4 separate regions of the Mus musculus genome follow, and regions 1, 2 and 3 are each linked to region 4. A link is a contact called in public Hi-C, HiChIP or PLAC-seq and promoter capture Hi-C data. All regions are on one chromosome and are shown on one strand. Each heading gives the region's core, a stretch centred on a gene start, on an enhancer-like site or on the middle of the called end of the contact. The rest is flanking DNA. Distances are from core to core; before and after follow the strand shown. Region 1 overlaps Ebf1 (early B cell factor 1). Region 2 overlaps Gm39816 (a long non-coding RNA gene). Region 3 has its middle 100 kb from the start of Gm22284. Region 4 has its middle 150 kb from the start of Gm12159.

The links. A called contact is a pair of places that touch in the nucleus more often than the background predicts. HiChIP or PLAC-seq counts read pairs in DNA pulled down with a chosen protein or histone mark. Capture Hi-C pulls out chosen DNA fragments and counts their contacts.
Region 1: a promoter capture Hi-C map of adipose tissue shows a contact between it and region 4, with 5 times the contacts expected there. The contact joins two enhancer-like sites. A contact is called at or near these places in 1 of 115 datasets of contacts at active chromatin or transcription factors (heart atrium) and 1 of 9 other capture datasets (adipose tissue).
Region 2: an H3K27ac HiChIP or PLAC-seq map of heart atrium shows a contact between it and region 4, with 9 times the contacts expected there. The contact joins two enhancer-like sites. A contact is called at or near these places in 1 of 484 Hi-C or Micro-C datasets (uterus) and 2 of 115 datasets of contacts at active chromatin or transcription factors (fibro-adipogenic progenitors and heart atrium).
Region 3: a contact with region 4 is called in a Hi-C map of uterus, with 9 times the contacts expected there. The contact joins two enhancer-like sites. A contact is called at or near these places in 1 of 39 promoter capture datasets (the 3T3-L1 cell line), 3 of 15 datasets of contacts at CTCF or cohesin (large pre-B cells, pro-B cells and stem cell-derived epiblast-like cells), 23 of 484 Hi-C or Micro-C datasets (the C10 cell line, the C2C12 cell line, CD4 T cells and 11 more) and 3 of 115 datasets of contacts at active chromatin or transcription factors (fibro-adipogenic progenitors, heart atrium and large pre-B cells).

Annotation. Positions count from the first base shown.
Region 1 is chr11:44,910,219-44,913,436 of GRCm38.p6, forward strand. All of the region lies in intron 9 of Ebf1 (early B cell factor 1), which reads left to right. Among named protein-coding and RNA genes, the nearest start is that of Gm51859, 180 kb to the right of the region's middle. Within about 2 kb of position 1,798, at least 12 of the 459 cell types and tissues checked have an H3K27ac peak or open chromatin away from gene starts, as enhancers often do. A contact at or near this core is called in adipose tissue, where this site is marked.
Region 2 is chr11:45,677,372-45,680,345 of GRCm38.p6, forward strand. The region is part of intron 3 of Gm39816 (a long non-coding RNA gene); the gene reads right to left. Among named protein-coding and RNA genes, the nearest start is that of Gm35282, 25 kb to the right of the region's middle. Within about 2 kb of position 1,405, at least 46 of the 459 cell types and tissues checked have an H3K27ac peak or open chromatin away from gene starts, as enhancers often do. A contact at or near this core is called in fibro-adipogenic progenitors, heart atrium and uterus, where this site is marked.
Region 3 is chr11:45,534,062-45,537,069 of GRCm38.p6, forward strand. No RefSeq gene overlaps it. Among named protein-coding and RNA genes, the nearest start is that of Gm22284, 100 kb to the right of the region's middle. Within about 2 kb of position 1,665, at least 16 of the 459 cell types and tissues checked have an H3K27ac peak or open chromatin away from gene starts, as enhancers often do. A contact at or near this core is called in heart atrium and uterus, where this site is marked.
Region 4 is chr11:45,264,132-45,267,273 of GRCm38.p6, forward strand. No RefSeq gene overlaps it. Among named protein-coding and RNA genes, the nearest start is that of Gm12159, 150 kb to the left of the region's middle. Within about 2 kb of position 1,285, at least 33 of the 459 cell types and tissues checked have an H3K27ac peak or open chromatin away from gene starts, as enhancers often do. A contact at or near this core is called in adipose tissue, fibro-adipogenic progenitors, heart atrium and 1 more, where this site is marked.

The DNA of each region.
Region 1 (3,218 bases), core at 548-3,047, 350 kb before region 4:
GATAGTGCAAGGCATCAGATCTGATCCATACAGTGTAATCTTTAAGGAGTAGATGTTCTGTTACCAAGAACAAATGCAATCTAGGTGAGGGAACAATCAAAGAGAGTGGACATGCAAGGGGAAAAGGTACAGAATAAGCCAAAGCAGAGAGTCGTAGTGAGAGCCAGGGTAGAGGTGATGATGACAGATAATCATAAAATTTAAACAAAAGATAATGAAGCAAACATGAAATCATGTGGCCATCTTTTGGTTTTGATGGGGCAAAATAACTCATCAGTCAAGTTCAAAGCCATTTTGTCAGGGCTTGGTTTGGATAGGATCAGAGCTCAATAGTGTAAGATCTATGAAAAGAGCTCTAGGAAAATGCACTTTAAGTAGCTGGCATTCTTTGAGCCCCTACTTCCAGCCAGGCAGCATGTCAGGTGTTTGTGATGGCTGTCATGCAAGCCTGGGGATGGCTGTTCTCTTTCAGGGACAGGAGCTGGAGCTTAGGGAACAGCTAGTAAGTTGGCCTGCTACTAAGTTTTTCAGTGCTAAGGAAGGGAATTCTCAGGTTCACACAGAAACTCTCAGGTTTACTTGTGGAGGTCAACCTCACAACGATTTTTGCTTTAACCTGGACCATGGTCCTCATCTGAAGATCTTATCTTCCAAGAGTTGTGTCCCCCCCACCCCTTGCCAGCACTGCTTTGTGTTGAGGGTGTCCCTATCAGTACTGTAACCTTTGCCAGTCTTATAGAAGTGACATGTACACTCAAAGATGTAAGAGGGAGATTCTTTGCTTTCTAGATGTGTGTGCTCTGTTTGGAGTCATTAACTTCTATGGAGAATTTATCCTTTTCAAAGCAAAGACCCATGCTGTAGCCAAGGAGTAAGACAACTAACCAGCTTTGGCTTCTTCCCTTGAAATGGGTCCCTGCTTATCCAATGTCTTAATTCCTAACCATATGATTGATGGGCATGCTATCCGTAAAATCCAGTTCATATCATCTGAAGTAGATTTTTTAAAAAATCTTTTTCTCCATTTCCCTGGCTCAATAGCCTGGATGGAGAACCGAGGCAGGTGAGCCAGGACAAGCAGATAGTGATGTAGATTAGCAGTTGATGCTATTATGCACAGTCTTTTTTTAGCTGAAGAATTTAAAAAAAAAGAAGGAAGGAAAGAAAGAAAGAGGCAGAGAAAATAGGACCAGAGTAATTTACCCTCACAGTACTCTCCCCCCCAACCACATCATCTTTTGCAAATGAGTAGTTTAGCTTGGCTCCCTGCTGTCCCTTGAGGGTTGGGAGAGAGAGAGAGAGAGAGAGAGAGAGAGGTGGCACTCTGTGGGTGCCTCCCGTGTGCCACACAGGACTCTCCTGATTACATTTTCCATCCTTTTGTTCTTTTCTTTTTTATTGTTTCTTGCCCTTTTCCCTGTCCTCCCTTTCACGCGATTATTTTACTGGTATTCTTAAGATCTTCTTCCCTACTCCCAATTACTTAGAAGAAAATGCATTGTAGTGTTTTATGTCTAAATTGAGGAAAACCACCAGGGTTGATGAGAGCTAATGTTGAATATGGGGGTGAGTCTTTTTTTTTAACTTGACCAGAAATGGGCTTGATGCTTTTACTTTACCACTCACAGGGCTGTGGAGCAGGGAGGGGCCTGTGCTACTGTTCTCTACAGATCACCATCTTTTCAGTATCTCTTCTGAATTCCTTCAATTCTGAAACAATGAGTAGCAGTTGGCTTGCCTGCCGGTTGTCTTAACACTGGGAGAGGTACCACAGGCAATTAAAGTCAGGCTTTGTGGGATCTGGTGTTTTACTTGGAAAGACAACTTGCTCCCATGAAACAAATTAGAGAGTTGCATAACATTTATATAATCTAGTATTAAATTTGTGGCTTACAATTCATGGCAAGGTTCTAGAAGACAGAGGGGACAGAGGCATAAGAAGGAGATGGTTCGAAAACTAATCAAGTCCCAGTTATATTTGGATGGTTCTGTGGTGGATATTTTAGGCTGTCACGATCCTTTTATTCAATCACAGAAATAACAAGGAGGAGGCACTCTAAGGTACTTAATTGGCCTATTTTGTTTGTTTGTTTTGTTTTGAGTGTAACCTTAGGATTGGTGGGCAGTGGTGAGGGTGGGGGTTGGGAGTTGGGGTGGGGCATACTATATTCCAAGCAATAGTGTAGATTTATAGGGGTTAATCTTGGGCAAAAAGAGTCAAAACTGGGCAGTAACTCTTGTCTTATTGCTTAGAAAACAGGGATTTATTCAGTGTTGGTGACTGGGCTTCAGTTTCCCCATTGGGAAAGGAAGATTCTACACTGCATCTTTTTAAAAGCCAGTTGTAGCACGATTCCTTTTCTCTTGAGCATTCTCCCCAGAACAACGCCACTAGAGCCAAAAGTGGACAGAGTCACAGGCAGGAGAAACTTTTCTCTTCTCTTCTCTTCTCTTCTCTTCTCTTCTCTTCTCTTCTCTTCTCTTCTCTTCTCTTCTCTTCTCTTCTCTTCTCTTCTCTTCTCTTCTCTTCTCTTCTCTCCTCTCCTCTCCTCTCCTCTCCTCTCCTCTCCTCTCCTCTCCTCTTCTCTTCTTTTCTTTTCTTCCCTTCCAACCACACCCAGCAGTACACATACGCCATGCCCATTTGCAAACTAATTCTTAGAACATCATAGAAACAGTTTAATTAGCTCCAACATTGAATCTTCCTATTGATGCATATCCAGTTAGTTCCTTCTCTCTCTCTCTCTCTCTCTCTCTCTCTCTCTCTCTCTCTCTCTCTCTCTCCTCAGTCTCTAGTATTTGCACCAAACAAGAAGTATATACCAAGGTATCTTCCAAAATCTTCCAGGTAGCTACCTGGAATGCCAGCTTCTACAGATATTAATAGATGCCCCATGCCAGATGAGAGAATGAAACTCTTTTGACCCCATTAACATTAGTCAATATTAAGTGAAGCATTCAACTTATCCGTGGATAACTGTTGAGACCCCATCAAACCCGGAGTCCTTAGTATGTCAACAGGTCTCAAGCTTCTGTAACTACAGAGCCATTCTCCTTAGTGATCACCTTACAGGAGAGATATTATCTATGGGTGACATGCATTTTGATTTTATGATAATGAAGTCAAGTTAGGAAATTCAATGGTGAGAGTGATGAGGGATGGAGAGACGTGAGAAAAATCGCCTGAAATATTTGCAGAGTATTATCCAGATTAGACC
Region 2 (2,974 bases), core at 155-2,654, 410 kb after region 4:
TATTGTTGTGCTAAGCACCATGACCACAAGCAATCAGCAAAGGGTTTATTTCTGCTTATGGATCCCAGGCCGTAGTCCACTGAAGACAGCCATGGCAAGAACTCAAGAGAGGAATGTAAAGACAGCAACTGAAGCAAAAGCCACGGAAGAACATTGCCTACTTGCTTGCTCTCCACAACTTGCTAGACCTGCTTTCTTATACAGCCCAGGACCATGAGTCCAGGGGTGTCGTCAGCCACAATGAGCTGGGCCCTCTCATGCCAATCAGGAATCAAGAAAATGTTCTATAGAGACTTGCCGTAGTCAATCTAATAAGACCTTTTTGTGTCTAGTTAACAACAACAACAAAAGCCAACCAGGATATCAATGAGGCCCAACAACAACTGTCTCTGAAATCTGCTTTCTGGGCTGGAGAGACGGATCATCATTTAAAGGGCATGACTCGCAAAAGGTCCCAGATCAGCTCTCAGCACCCAGGTCAGGTGACTCACAAGCACCTGCAACTGCAGCACCTAGGGACCTGAGATCACTAGCCTCTTCAGGAATCTGTACTCACATGTAGTGCGCACGAGCACACATACACACACAATTTAATTAAAAATAAAATATTATTTTTAAATCTACCTTCTAGCAACACACACACACACACACACACACACACACACACCAAAACTAGGACAATGAGCCCAAAACCAATGTAAGATTACTTCCAAGAAAACCAACTGTTCCCCGGTTGCACATTGGCTGTGGATGTTGCTGTTTCTCTCCCCTTTACTCTCTATTCAGGAAGCTATTTCAGGTGACACCATTATCATCTATGGAATTCAATAAAGCGACCTGCTCCCCCCTCCTGCCCCACCTTTACTTTCTACAATCCATCTTACAGCGGGAGACCATTATCCACTCAAACAACGTTCAGTTTCATCTGCATTACCACTTCAAGAAAACGCGCAAAGGACTCACACAAATGGGCGTGTAGTAAATTTAGTCTGTTAATAGGTTCATTCTTTATTAGGTATTTATTTCGGGAGGCGAAGTCCTAATTAGATCAAGTGGAAGCACTAAAAAGCTGTGGGAACCCACAGAGATTCTAGAATTCGATGGATTTGGTGTAGGTCTCGGGTTTTCTTTTTATTTTCTTTCTTCAGTTGGCTGGAGAAATGCACGCAGCAATTTCAGGCCCTCAGATGAGAGTTGGAAGTGAAAAAAACAAAAAAACAAAAAAACAACAAAAAAAAATACGTAAGGACCATTTGTGTGAAGAAATAGCATTTGTCTTTCTTCTAAAGTTATCGTGGGCCTGGAATCCAGGGGAAAGTAGCTCCGGAGCCAAGGGTGAGCGCAATTTACTGCGGCAGAGGAATCTAACAAAGGCGGTGGTCTAGATGTTTGGCCTGAAGGCACAATTCAATTTTCAGCTGTTGCAAAGCTATTATGTCAAAGGCTGTTTGCATAAACATAATGTTGTTGCCTGGGTAATATCAGCCAGGCAGGAGTGGAAACATCTGCCCTCTACTGCCCAAAGTAGGAATAGCAGCCTGACTCCCTCACCACCTCAAATTGCTGATATATATTAAGTATATAGACACATAGCCCCGAAATGGCGGACCATCGCCGGAACTTTCTGAAATTTTTCCCCTGCTGGCTTTCAAACCGGAAATGGTTATTTGGTTTTGTTTCAGTGGACTGAGGATGTGAGGAGCTGGATGACGATGTGGGAATCTGTAAGAAAGCCATTTCCTTTCTGAGAGTTTGTAAAAACAATCCCCTCACGCTCTCATCTGCCCACCCACACATACACATATGTGTTTTTTTATCATCACATTGATATTTAATATGTTTCTACTGTAGGAAGGAAAAATAGGCAGTGACTCACAGAGGGGAAAAAAATCAATACATTTCAGTCAGAATAGGCTAGAAATATCACCATTTAAAAAGAAGTTTAATGTTTATGAGAGCCAGAGTGGAACAGGATGTCTTCTCAGTTTCACACAGAAATGTCCGTGTTTCCTCGGGCTTCGCCTCTCTTTGTCCTCTTCTGGGGGTGAGGATTGGGGGGCGGGAACCTTGGCTAAGTGGCGCAGTCAACATTTTACACTCTTAGAGAAGAGTGTGTAATGCTTGGATGTTCGTCCCAAACACAGATGGGGCTTGGTGAGACATGACAAGGCCACTCTGGTCAAGGGTTTTCAGATGGGATGCTGCTGGAGGAGTGGGGCCCCAGACCAAGAGGAAGGGCAAGGGCAAGCAGGAGGAAGAGGTGTTGAGAGAACACTCGTGTGAAGCCAGCACGTCACATCGGTCCAGAAACAGGTGTGGAGGAGAGCACACAGCCAGTGACATTAATCCCAATTGCCAAGAGCCAATCCCCAGGTGGACCCTAACTTCTTTATCCTGAGGTGTGTCTAAAGGCTTTATCCCCAAATGTCCAAAGTTGGCTCACTATTGGACACAAGTTATACCCTGGTATCTAGTAAGGTCATTGCATAAAAACTGAACAGCTGGGGCTAGGGAAGTAGAGTCAGTCAGTAAAGTACTTACCGTGCAAACATGAAGACCTGAGGTCAGATCTCCAGAACCCATATGAAAACCTGGGTACAGCAGCCCATACCTGTAACCCAAGCAGTGCACTCAGTGAGATTCAGGTTCAAGGTAAGAACCTGTCCCAAAAATAAGGTGGAGAACAATTGAAGAAAACATGCACACACATGCACAAATACACACAGAGAGAGAGACAGACACATTACAAATAGAATATTATGTTTACCCTGTAAATAGAAGTAGAATATACATTCTGCCTGGAGTGTGCAGGCAGAATTTACAACATAATGGATTCATGGGTCAGTGAAAGAGATCATTGTCCATCAGATAAGGCAGTCCAGCTAACTCAAAAACAGATTCCTTTCAAATGTTAGGGGCTGGAGAGGTTCACATTAGGCAGAGGTCATATACTTTTTATGTTTTACAAGCAGAG
Region 3 (3,008 bases), core at 415-2,914, 270 kb after region 4:
AACCGATGTTGGTTTTCTCCTAAATGCCAGCACATTGTACCACAAGGCAGAACTCATAGCACATGTCAGTGAAGTCACCTACCTCATTATCATCCCATTTCATGGATGAAGAAACTGAGTCCATTCAAGATAAACCAGTCCATCCAAGAGCTCATTGTCAATTTGTGACAGGCTCTTCAGTATGGGGTAAAGCATTCTCATCCTTTATATCTATTCAGAATTCTAGACAGAGGATGGAAGGGGACTTCCAAAAGCTCTAGTGTCTGGGAACCACAAAGCTCTGATACCTAAAGGGGCAAAGCTAGATTCCTGAGTCGAGAGAGAGCTTTATTGAGCTGTGGCTGTAGTATAGAGAAACCCTTCCCTTTAGTAGAGAAAGCCACCAGCCCACCTACAACCTGGCAGGGGAGGAGGGGACCACGCACTCTCCTCAAGCTCACTCGCGCACAGTGCCTCCCATCCTCTGAATGCACCAAGAGGCAGGAAGGAAGGGGTTCCCATACTGACATTTCCAAGGTCCCAGAACACGACAGAAGGAGGAGAAAGGGATACAGAGGCAGGAGGCACACCACTCTGATATTCAGGGATGCTCTCTGCATCTCCCACCATGAGAAATCTAAGCTCTTAACAAACACTTCATGAAAGCTAATGCTGGACCAGGAAAACTTAACACTGAGAAACTCAGAGCTTCTTCCAGCAGAGAAAAGGATCTCTTCATCCCCATAGCAGACAGGCCTCCTGTCCTAATGTGGTCAGCCCTCCCCTGTATAGTGAGAAGAAGCCCTGTTCTAGCCACCTGGAGAACCACAGCTTCTCTTGAGACTTTTTGGCTCCAGAAGACAAGTCAGTGCTGGTCTTTTCAGGAATGGAGGCTGGTGTTTCCTAGTTCTTAGTAGTAAATGCCACGTTCTAAATAAAGACAATCCCAGATGAAAATGATTTAAACATCCCAGTAAGATACATCCCTCTTCTGTATACCCTTGATGTATACACATACACACATGTGCATGTGCACACACATACACATTTACACACATACACTTAGATACATGTATGCATATGCATATCTACATAGACACATTCATACTTGCATGCACACACACACACACACACACACACACACACACACACACACACACACTTACCATATATGCACACATGCTCATCCATTCTCACTTAGGAATGAGGTTTCTGGAATGCAGAAAACCTGCTTTCCAGGTTTGCCTAAAGTTTCACCCTCAACTTCCACAGATCGCCCAAACCCCCAGCTGATTTGCTCATATTTCCTCGTTTAAATCAACAGTCTGATTTTATCAACAATGCTCTGCGGAGGTTTATTTCTTCAAACAGACTGTGCTCCTCGTTGCTATAAAGTTAATTTTCTGTTCTTTGTTCACTTCCCTAATCTTCAAATTATATCCTCCTGTTCCCTGATTGCTTACTATTGGAAAAACAGCCCTTTTTTTGCTTCCAGTTTGAATATTTCAAGCCTTATCTTGATGACCCTAATCGCTCTCTCCCCTCGATGGCCTCTCAGGGAGGCAGTAAGTAACTAGCAAGGGTGTGGAACATCACAGGAACAGACAGGGCTCTGGGGCCAGGGCCAGGCTTCTGTGAGGACCACATTCTGCTTTCCCCCTTTCCTGTTTCTTGGAGTGTGGGAAGAGGCTGGCTTTGCTGCAGAGAGGATTAGAAATTCTGGGATCTGCTCCATGCTCTCAGAGAGTCTTAGTGGGAAGACAGAACTGAAGCTTGCAGAATCATGGACAAACGCTTCCGAGGTGGAACGACCTCTGCCTACGCTGCAGAAGAGATTTGATTTGATGATGCTGTTGAGAAACGGCCTAAGGAGGCCAGGCGGAGGAAACTTGACACTTGAGACTCAAAAACTCTGGGAATAGGGAAGGAGCAAAATGGAATCAGTCTTCAAACTTTTGAGATTCTTAAAGAAGAGAGGAGGAGACCCAGCTGTAACAAATGCTCAAGAGAAGTCAATCTGTTTGTGACCACATGGGGGGAAAGGAACTGAAGAAAAAAATAAAGAAATTGGTTTTGTGTGTGAGTTATTTATTTTGGTTTGGGTTGGGATGGGTTGGGAGAGAGGGAAGCTTTGATGTTGTTATTGTTGTTGTTGTTGTTGTTGTTGTTGTTGTTGTTGTTGTTTTAATTCTTTTTTTAAAAAATCCTAACCAAGATTATAGTGAGAGAAGTTTGGTCCCAAGATCAGACACCTAAGTTCTAATAACTTCAAGACTGATACACTACTAATGATGGCAAGACCAATAGATGTTCCCCGCACAAACAAACCATTGTTTCCTGATAGAATTTTCCATGTTTAATAATAATAAAGGCTGTGATTGTGTTTGCCAGACACTGTTCAAATACGTCCCCTGCACCTCTGCATTTAACCTTTAAAGTATTATTGTCCCAGTTTCACAGATGAGAAAGCTGAGACCCAGAGCCTGGTCATTTGGTGAGGGTCACAGGTAGCTAGGATTCCAGTGAGATCTATTTGTGCCCTAAGCTCACATTCAAACAGTTATTTCTGAAATGAATGTGTGGCTCACAACTGACGCATCATTCAGCATCCCGGCCTTGCCCTAGGTTTAATCATCACTGCGACTTCCTGTGAGGTGCTGTATTCCATCTACTCAGAATCTCCCTCCCGGCCTTATCTCTAGAACACAGTTTTCCAAGGTCCTTAGGCCATGCCAGGGCATGGCAACTCTTTGTTTAAAGTGTGTGTGTGTGTGGAGGGGGATCATAAACATTTTAGATGCCGCAGATTATATGTCTCTGTTCCGTATTTTTATTTGGTTTTGGCTTTTTCAATACTTTTAAAGATATACAATGTGTTGGCTTTGTTTCCTGCCCCTGGCCTCAAACCCTCAGAGTCAAGTTTGAAATGCCCGTCTCTCCCTATCTAGCCATCCAATCACCAAGCACTCAGATGCCTTTCATAATACCCTTGATATTTTTCATAGTGATTCGACTCCCCCGTCCTTGCC
Region 4 (3,142 bases), core at 35-2,534:
TCCCTCGGGTCTTGTACAAGAGCAGCCCAGCTGTGGGCCCAGACACATCCCAGGCCTGTCAATGGATTTCCCCAGCTGCTAATCCTAGCTTTTGAGCTCCAACAGTGGAGCTGAGGGTGTGGCAGCCACACTCTGGAATTGTTCATGCTTTGTCCAGGGAGGAGAGGAGAAGAGAGAAGCCGGGGCCTGAGAAGCATCAATTCCACCAAGAGATTCTTTGTGACATCGGAGGCTAATTAGAAATGGAGAAGTGCTTGATGAAATTGTTCACAAAGCAGGGCCTGAGGAGATGGCTCAGTCAGTAAAATCATTTGATGCACAAACATGAGGGCCTGACTTCCAGTCCCCTGTGACCCATGCAAAAGCCAACCATGGCTGGGCATATCTGTAATGCTATTCTTTGGGGAGAAGGAAACAAGAGGATCCTGGGAGATCACTGGGCACATGACTTTTTGAAACAGCAAGCTTCAGGTTCAGTGGGAGACATGTCTCAAAGAAATAAGGTAAAAAGCGATAGGATAGCAAGCTTCCTTCTCTGGCCTCCATATCCACACATACTCATACACTCATGCATTAACACATGTATGCTACACTTACATGTACACATACATACATACACACACACATACATACACATACGTACACAAGAAGAGTTTTCACACTAAGGGCATACAACTGAACACAAGAGTTCAGCAGAGGATTTTATGGTTTGGGAGATTATTATTTTTCATTGATAATATTGATCACCTTCAGCCCACACAGATTTAATTGTCTTGTCAATACACCCTCATTAATATTCTCTTTAGGGGCTTCATGGTAATATGCACATTCCTTTCCATAAATGTGTTTATGATTAATTCTAAAGAAAGAGAGGTTCTGAGAAACAATGCATTTGGGTACAAGGCTATTCTCTCTGGCCTCTACTTATCAGCCTCACTATTTATTAAAATGATAACTTGTGGGCAGAAAACCAAGCTGAGGTCTTTGGGGAGAATGGACAACTTGGGTCGTGAGGAAAGAGAAACAAGGAAAGTTAAGCCAGCAAATAGTATTTCTTGAGACCACATGGAGAAAAAGCACAAAATGGAAAGGGGGGGGGGAGGGTGTCTGTATCATGTCCAAATTTCAGTCATTGCCAAAGTTTGCAAAATATCTTTTCATTTAGAAGTGCTATGATTTAATGGCAAAGGAGGACATTTTGTTGGAACGCCCAGCGTAACAAACACTTTTCTCTCCACTTAACAGTGTTCCCCTGGCTTCGTCTCATGGAGAAAATAATAATTTGGATGTTTTGAATTATAGCAGTAATACTAAAGGCACTCTGGGCCCACCCAAATTCCCAGCACCGAACATGGCATCGGAGCACTGGAGAATGAAGCGGGGCTGTATGAAACAGCAAGCAATGGTTGGTTTGGGGACAGGGATCATAGTTGACTGTGGGCAAAGTTCTCTGCAGCCTCGCATTCTGAGCCCAGGGCTGGGGCGAGAGAAGGCTCTCCTAGCTGACAAGAGTCCTGGGGCTCTGGACTATGAACAAGTTCTGGAGAGAACGTGAGCCTGCGCATCTGGAGGTGCTGGATCCCCTCCGAGCTCTGCCACTAATGAGCCTCGTGACCTTGAGTAAATCTGCTATCTTCTGTGGCCTCTCTCTCTCTCTCTCTCTCCCTCATCCCTGCAATCACTGACACTTAGAACTGCAGAGACCCCGAGAGATCAAATGGGTGTGCGTTTCCCCTGACTGTGTTCAATCACATTCACCTTCCCTATGTTCCGCTTTTATTACCCTTCCCTTTCATAAGTCTAGCTGCCAAAAGAAAGAGTATGTAGAAACAATACGTAGAAGCTGAACGGTGATCATAAAATAAATGCAACTGAAACAAAACCTTCTTACTGAACAGGAGCCAGAGAAATGTTGGCTGCCTGGGAAGACGATAGATGCGAAAACCAAACTAGTGAGACTCGCTGAGATCTGAGCCAGTGCCAGGTCTTCTATGCAGTGCTGATTGCCACTGCTCTAGGAAGAAGCCCCCACCATCTTCCTCACTTTGGAGAGCAACTGACTGAGAGGCCGGAACATTAACTGGGATGGTTCCTGACTTTAAAAAAAGATATTTAAAGTTTGTATTGTACAGGCCAGCATGAATCTAAGACACTGTTTTTCACATAATCAGAAAGATTAAAGAAGACTTTAAAAAAATAAGAATAACACTGTTGTTACAAAGAATGTCTCATCTGATGCCATGAGTTTCTTCCACCCACCAGCATCGCCCAGTGTTCCTTAGAGTTATAGCCGAGAAGAACCATCGATCTTTGAAGAGGTGGAAAGTACACTGTTGGCCTCTGTGGTATTCAGCCCACCACGCACTTCCTCTGAGAGTTTTACTGTTTTCTCTTGTCTGCCGGAGCAATGCCTGCTGGAATTGTGAGCATTACCTCCGCATAAGCCATCCCAGGTCTCCCTCCTCGTGCCAGGGGCCAGAGGTCACCCTCTCCTAGGTACCTCATTCCTGTGGACACTTCAGGTCCAGGACTCTTATATGAGATGGCGCTACCTTTAGTCATAACCGACTTCTTGGCACAACATGTAAAACCTTTTCTAAGTGTCCCATAAATTAACACAAGATTTAAGCATACTATGAAGGAAGAGACTGTTTCTGAAGCAATGAGTTGAGGCTAGAGAAATGGGGCAGAAGAAGCAGAGCTGGTCACGAAATCATGAAGACCTGGGCTCCTATCTCCACAACCCATACAGAGCTAGATGCCATAGGGCAGCATGCGCCTGTAATCATACCATTCCTATGGGAAAATGGGGCCAAGGATCCTAGAAGTCCATGGGCCAACTAGCCTGATGTACAGTGGTGAACAGGAGACCCTGTCTCAAACAAGGCGAAGAAAGAGGACAGACACCCAAGGTTGTCCTCTGATCGCCACACTCATTGTGGCACTTACACATCCACATCTACATATACAAAGACACACACTCATGTATATGCACGTCATACAAATGGAGAAGAATAAAAACAAATAATAAAGATCCACTTATTTATCACCTTAAAGCAAGATGCTGAGTGCAAATGCTTTCTCCTCTAGCCCCTTCTGGAAGTTCTCTCATCGATGGTTATTCTGAAAATGGCTTCTGAAG